2 separate regions of the Macaca mulatta genome follow, and region 1 is linked to region 2. A link is a contact called in public Micro-C data. All regions are on one chromosome and are shown on one strand. Each heading gives the region's core, a stretch centred on a gene start, on an enhancer-like site or on the middle of the called end of the contact. The rest is flanking DNA. Distances are from core to core; before and after follow the strand shown.

Region 1 (2,700 bases), core at 193-2,692, 210 kb before region 2:
TGCCTGGGTCCTAGTACATGCTCAACAAACAAGAATATTATTATTATTGTCTGGCTTTCTCATAATCATTAATGCATGCTCCGGGAGGAATAGTGTGTCCTTTGTCTCCTCCTCCTCCTCCTCCTCCTTCTTCTTCCTTCTTTCTTCTTCTTCTTCTTCTTTTTTTTTTTTTGAGATGGAGTCTCACTCTGTTGTCCAGGCTGGAGTGCAGTGGCATGATCTCTGCTCAGTGCAACCTCTGCCTCCCGGGTTCAAGTGATTCTCCTGTCTCAGCCTCCCGAATAACTGGGATTATAGGCGCCCACCACCACACCCAGCTAACTTTTTTGTATTTTTAGTAGAGACGGGGTTTCACCATGTTGGTCAGGCTGGTCTCAAACTCCTGACCTCAGGTGCTCCACCCACCTTGGCCTCCCAAAGTGCTGGGATTACAGGTATGAGCCACTGCACCCAGCCTCTCTTCTTTAGTCCAGAAGATGGACTGTGTGAAGAAAGTCTCCATCTAGCCACTGCCCTGAGGGTTTATAAAAGTCCACCTCACCCTTACCAGCTCGAGTTCCCAAGAGGTAAGGAACTCTGTGGTAATAATTTGAACATTACAGTATCTATTCAAATAGATAGAAAACTGCCTTATTCTATTTATTATTATTACTTTTTAGATGGAGTCTTGCTGTGTCACCCAGGCTGGAGTGCAGTGGCACTATCTCAGCTCACTGAGACCTCTGCCTCCCGAGTTAAAGCCTCCCAAGTAGCTGGGTCTACAGGCACCATATTAGCCAGGATGGTCTTGATCTCCTGACCTCGTGATCCACCGCACCTGCCTCAGCCTCCCAAAGTGCTGGAATTACAGGTGTGAGCCACCTCACCCGGCCTAAACTGCCTTATTTTAAAGCTTTTAGATTGTTATGTGTTTTGGGCATCTAGTGCCTATTGAATGAATCTTATGTATGGTGAACATAATTATTTCAAAACATCTGTGATCCAATAATTCTTTAATATTATCTCCTTGAACTTGCATGGTGGCTGTCTATCACTGTTCAGGTGGAAAAGAAAGTAAATTTCTTCTTTAAATAAGAAAGGATCACAGTAACGTTTGTTGTAGGGCTGTGTATGTGTGTGTGTGTGTGTGTGTCTATCATGTTTTGATATTTAGATGCCTAGACTCAGAGCAGTAGCTCTGCTGGGGACGTAGTGAGTGACGGAATACCAGCAAATGGCCACACGTGGGTGTGCGTTCTCCACGTATGGATCAGAGACCCGGCTCACACGGAGGTTCTGCCAGCTCACACACCAGCATCCGGCAAGCAGATGGTCCTGGCAATATTCGCAGCCATTGAAAATCATGTTTTCCAAGAATATTTAATGACAGAGAGAAATATGATCTAATGTGAAGTGAATTGCATCAAGACTGTGAACTGTGTACCCAGGATGGCCTGATGACTCAGCTATAATAACCACAGGCAGGAAGTGGAGCCAACCAAACCCTGCTGACTTATTACCATGGAGGGGGAGAAGGGAGGGAAGCTCCTGTAGAAGGTGCCGAGTCCTGGGAAGGTCAGTTAACGCCTGACTGACAGGGTCAGAGGAGGGGGAGGAGGCAGCCAGGCAAGCAAAGGGGCGAGGCTGCTGGGAACAGGACAGGGCAGCACCCGTGCAAAGGTCATCATGTGGACCATTTTCCCAGGAGCCAACTCCAAACTGTCCTACCCTTTTCACTAAAGAGTGTTGGCTGCCGAGCTCTTGTTTGGCAGTTCCTTGAGGGTCGGTCCCTTAAAGTCACCTCTACACGGTCTTTAAATTTTAATTTTACAGTACCATTTGAAAGGCAACTTGAAAGTGGTCTAGTCCCGTAACTAGAGGTCCGCTGAAATGAATCTATGTGGCTTCAAAAATAAATTGCAAATGCATCTTTCAGTTGTCAACCCTAATAGTTATCAATAACTTGCTTTGGGAAAGATCTTTCATCTCTGTGTACTTAATATGGTTAGACTCTATTAATACAGATCTATGTGGCCTTTGCAAAGAGTGGTGTTTATCTATTTGTAACTACTGGTTCAGACAGAACTGAAAAGGAGGGAAAGTGGTTTGTCTTAAGACCGTGAGGAGATGGAAAAGAACACCGTCTGGTTCTGAAGTGACCGTTTTCCATGTGCCATTTTCCCAGCCCCGCTGTCCCGTGACCTCTCCCAGGATCACCTAACGAAAGAAAGAGGAACCCAGACTTCCCTTCAGGGGCCTGACACCCTGGGGGCGTGGCTGCCACAGGAGTTTCTTGGCATTCAGGCTGGGGACAACCTAATTCTTGCACCCAGAGGCCCTGTCTCACTTCCTCCAACAGTTACTGATAGGCATCGCGGGGTTAAATTGGTGTGTGTCTAAGTTCCTTCCAAGGGAAAAGTTATATACATCCTTGTTAAGAGGAAAAGGGGAAAAAAAAAGGCTTGTTTTTCTTCAGGAGATATACATGTTTATTGTTGAAAATGTGTACAGTGACTCTCTGCTGTGTATCTTCCTGTTTTTTAAAATTTTTATTTTTAAATAATTATAGACTCACATGAAGTTGTAAACATAGTACAGACAGGTCCTGGGCACCCTCCACCCAGGTTCCCTCATTGGTCATATCTTACGTAATTAGAGTACAGTACCCAAACCAGGAAGCTGGCATTGGTATATTGTGTGTATATAGTTTTATGACATTTT
Region 2 (2,700 bases), core at 128-2,627:
GAATTACTGCGTGAGCCCCAGCTCCTTCCATACCAAAGCCCTTCCGACTGCATGGACCTCACCACTTGTGTTCAAGCTCTTCCTTCTTCTCATCGTTCCTGGAAAGATTCTTTATGTGCTGAGGTGTTCAGCTACCCTTGACCTTGTGCTGCCTTCCACAGCATCTACTTGGCAACTTTCCAATGTCCCTCTTCACGTGGGCACAGTGACCTCCCTTGTCTGGTTTTTGGCAACCATATCCATCTGTTGGACCCAGGCACGGCACTCGCAGCCAGCTGACCTCCCTGCGTCCCTGTGTGGAAACGTGCTGCAAAGTCACATGTCTCTAAATGTGTGTGTGTGTGTGTGTGTATGTGTATGTGCGTGTGTGTATGTGTATATATATATATCTTTTAGAGACAAGATCTCACTCTGTCGCTCAGGCTGGAGTACAGTGAAGCAATCATAGCTCACTGCAGCCTTGAACTTCTGAGCTCAAGTGACCCTTGACCTCAGACTCCTGAAAAGCTGAGACTACAGACATGTGGCACCATGCCTGGCTAATTTTAAAATATTTTTTTGGTAGAGATGGGGGTCTCACTATGTTGTCCAGGCTAGTCTCAAACTCCTGTCCTCCAGTGATCCTCCCACCTCTGCCTCTCAAAGTGCTGGGATCATTCTGCATATGAGGTGGTGAGTTTTTAAAAAAACTTTAACCAAAGTAGAAGTTTACATTATCCTTGGTGTTGCCTTTTAGATTTAGCCCATTATTCTCTCATATAAAACATGAAGCTCCATATCGTCTATAACTTGGAGTGGTATCCCCTTTGCATCTTCACCAGAAGACCACTTGGATCAGTGAAGACCAAGAGCAGAGACCTGTGACATCCACTAGCGATTGTCTTCACTGCTGCCACTATCCCAGTGCTCTCGGACACCGCATTGAACACGAATATCTCCCCTTGCTGCACAAGTTTCACTGATGGGGGTAAAGGGAGTTATGAAATGTATCATATGATCAAATATGTGATAGCGATCCCACAGACGAATGGAGCGGGTGGGGATGATTTAGACGCTCAGCCAGGCTTCTCCTGATGGATACCCATCCTTCTCTGTTGTTCTCTCTTTACTGCATCCTCAAGCACGGAGAACTTTTGGTGAGGTTAGCTAACTTCAGGGCAGCTGTGAATTAGATACTGGCTGTAAGTTACCTCCAACATCCAGAGCACGTAAACGCTCGGCTGTCGATGATTGTAATTTCCATTGTTTATACATAGTCACATCCTCAGTTTGTGGGGTGGATGCATTTGATTCAATTCAGACATGCCTTTCAAGCTGGCCCTGCTGAGCCGGGCCTGACAGGCACATGGCTCATCTCATCTGCATATAACAGTCTCTTTGAAGTCCCCAGAAGTGCCTGCTCAGAGTCATGCGCAGGAGGGAAGAGGTAAGACACAGAATGAGTACAGACTGCCACCCAGCCGCAGGAGAGGTGACTGCACACCACAGGTTCCTGGTAAGGAGGTGACTCACCCGCCGACTGTCTCACCTGTCCAAAGTGTGTGTCACCTGCTCTGTGTTCACCCACTGGGTTCATCAGAGGGGCACTTGGACAAAACAGGAACGCCACTGGAGAGGGGAACAAGTGCTGCCCCCAAGTCCTTCCCTGCCCCTTAGAGTAATGCAGCCGCTGTCAGCCCATCGTCACCCCCACCTGCCCTTAGCTTGCCAGAATTATCAGAATCTCTCAATTCTAATTTCAACCCTTCTCTGTGAAAATGAAAAGGTGGTGGCAGGCAATGGACACCCTATTGAAATAGAAACTGTTCTTCATATGTCAGAAAACAGTCCCAGAGTAATCTGGGAGTAATCTGAGCAAACGGATTCAAAGGATTATTACAATTTCTTAGTCTTCTACTGCTGCAAAAGTGGCATTCTTTGATTCTTATGTTTGAGGTTCTAATTGCAGGACTTATGAGAGATCAGTCATGTTGCTTACACTGTGTGTAGTGAATCAATGTTATTCTGAAGGGCCTCCTGGAAGCAGAAGGGATTGGAGAATGTATGTCTTTTAACATGATCGTTCCCATCCTATGGGGGTTAGGCACTCTTACCTCATGTTGCAGATGAGTAAACTGAGGCTTTTGAGATTTGAGGGTGCACAGCTTGAGGTAGAGGTGGAATTTCCAGCGTCATCCAAGAAACCACGAATCTCCAATAGCTTGCACACATCCAGGTCTGCTGGATCCTACTTTCTAAGACCACTTGCAGATTAGGAGACTTCAAACAAATTATTTCCAAGGGAGGGCATCTTTCTTTGTAACCCCGACCCTGGCAATTCTCCATGGCCTCCGGGAATCCAGCCGGAAGCTCTGCGATGAGTCCTGGGGAACTCTTTTGCCCAGGCAGGTGCTGTAGGTACTCATCTGGAAAAAGGCGCTCATGACAGGTGGTGCCAACCTTCCACGGATGCTTTTCAGCATCTCTTGAGATGAGGATACAGAATTTCTCTTTCACCCTGTAAATGTGGTAAATGAGGGAATAGGATTTCCAGCTCTAATTTTTCTGAATAGGATTCAAAAATGAAACTGAATAAAAAGGTATCCAGTGAAAAACACACACCCATCCCCATCTCCCATCCAGTTCCCTCCACAACCCTTTTCTTAGTTTCTTATATGTCTTTTCAGAGTTTCTTTATGCAAATATGGTATAAACAAAAAA

What was found. Hi-C and Micro-C count contacts between places; a contact is called where the count stands out from the background.
Region 1: a contact with region 2 is called in a Micro-C map of CD4 T cells, with 20 times the contacts expected there. The contact joins two enhancer-like sites. A contact is called at or near these places in 3 of 14 Hi-C or Micro-C datasets (CD4 T cells, blood and fibroblasts).

What each region holds. Positions count from the first base shown.
Region 1 is chr13:21,818,488-21,821,187 of T2T-MMU8v2.0, reverse strand. No RefSeq gene overlaps it. Among named protein-coding and RNA genes, the nearest start is that of ANAPC1, 190 kb to the left of the region's middle. Within about 2 kb of position 1,442, at least 13 of the 40 cell types and tissues checked have an H3K27ac peak or open chromatin away from gene starts, as enhancers often do. A contact at or near this core is called in CD4 T cells and blood, where this site is marked.
Region 2 is chr13:21,603,503-21,606,202 of T2T-MMU8v2.0, reverse strand. All of the region lies in intron 1 of LOC106993126 (a long non-coding RNA gene), which reads left to right. Among named protein-coding and RNA genes, the nearest start is that of BCL2L11, 370 kb to the right of the region's middle. Within about 2 kb of position 1,377, at least 6 of the 40 cell types and tissues checked have an H3K27ac peak or open chromatin away from gene starts, as enhancers often do. A contact at or near this core is called in CD4 T cells and blood, where this site is marked.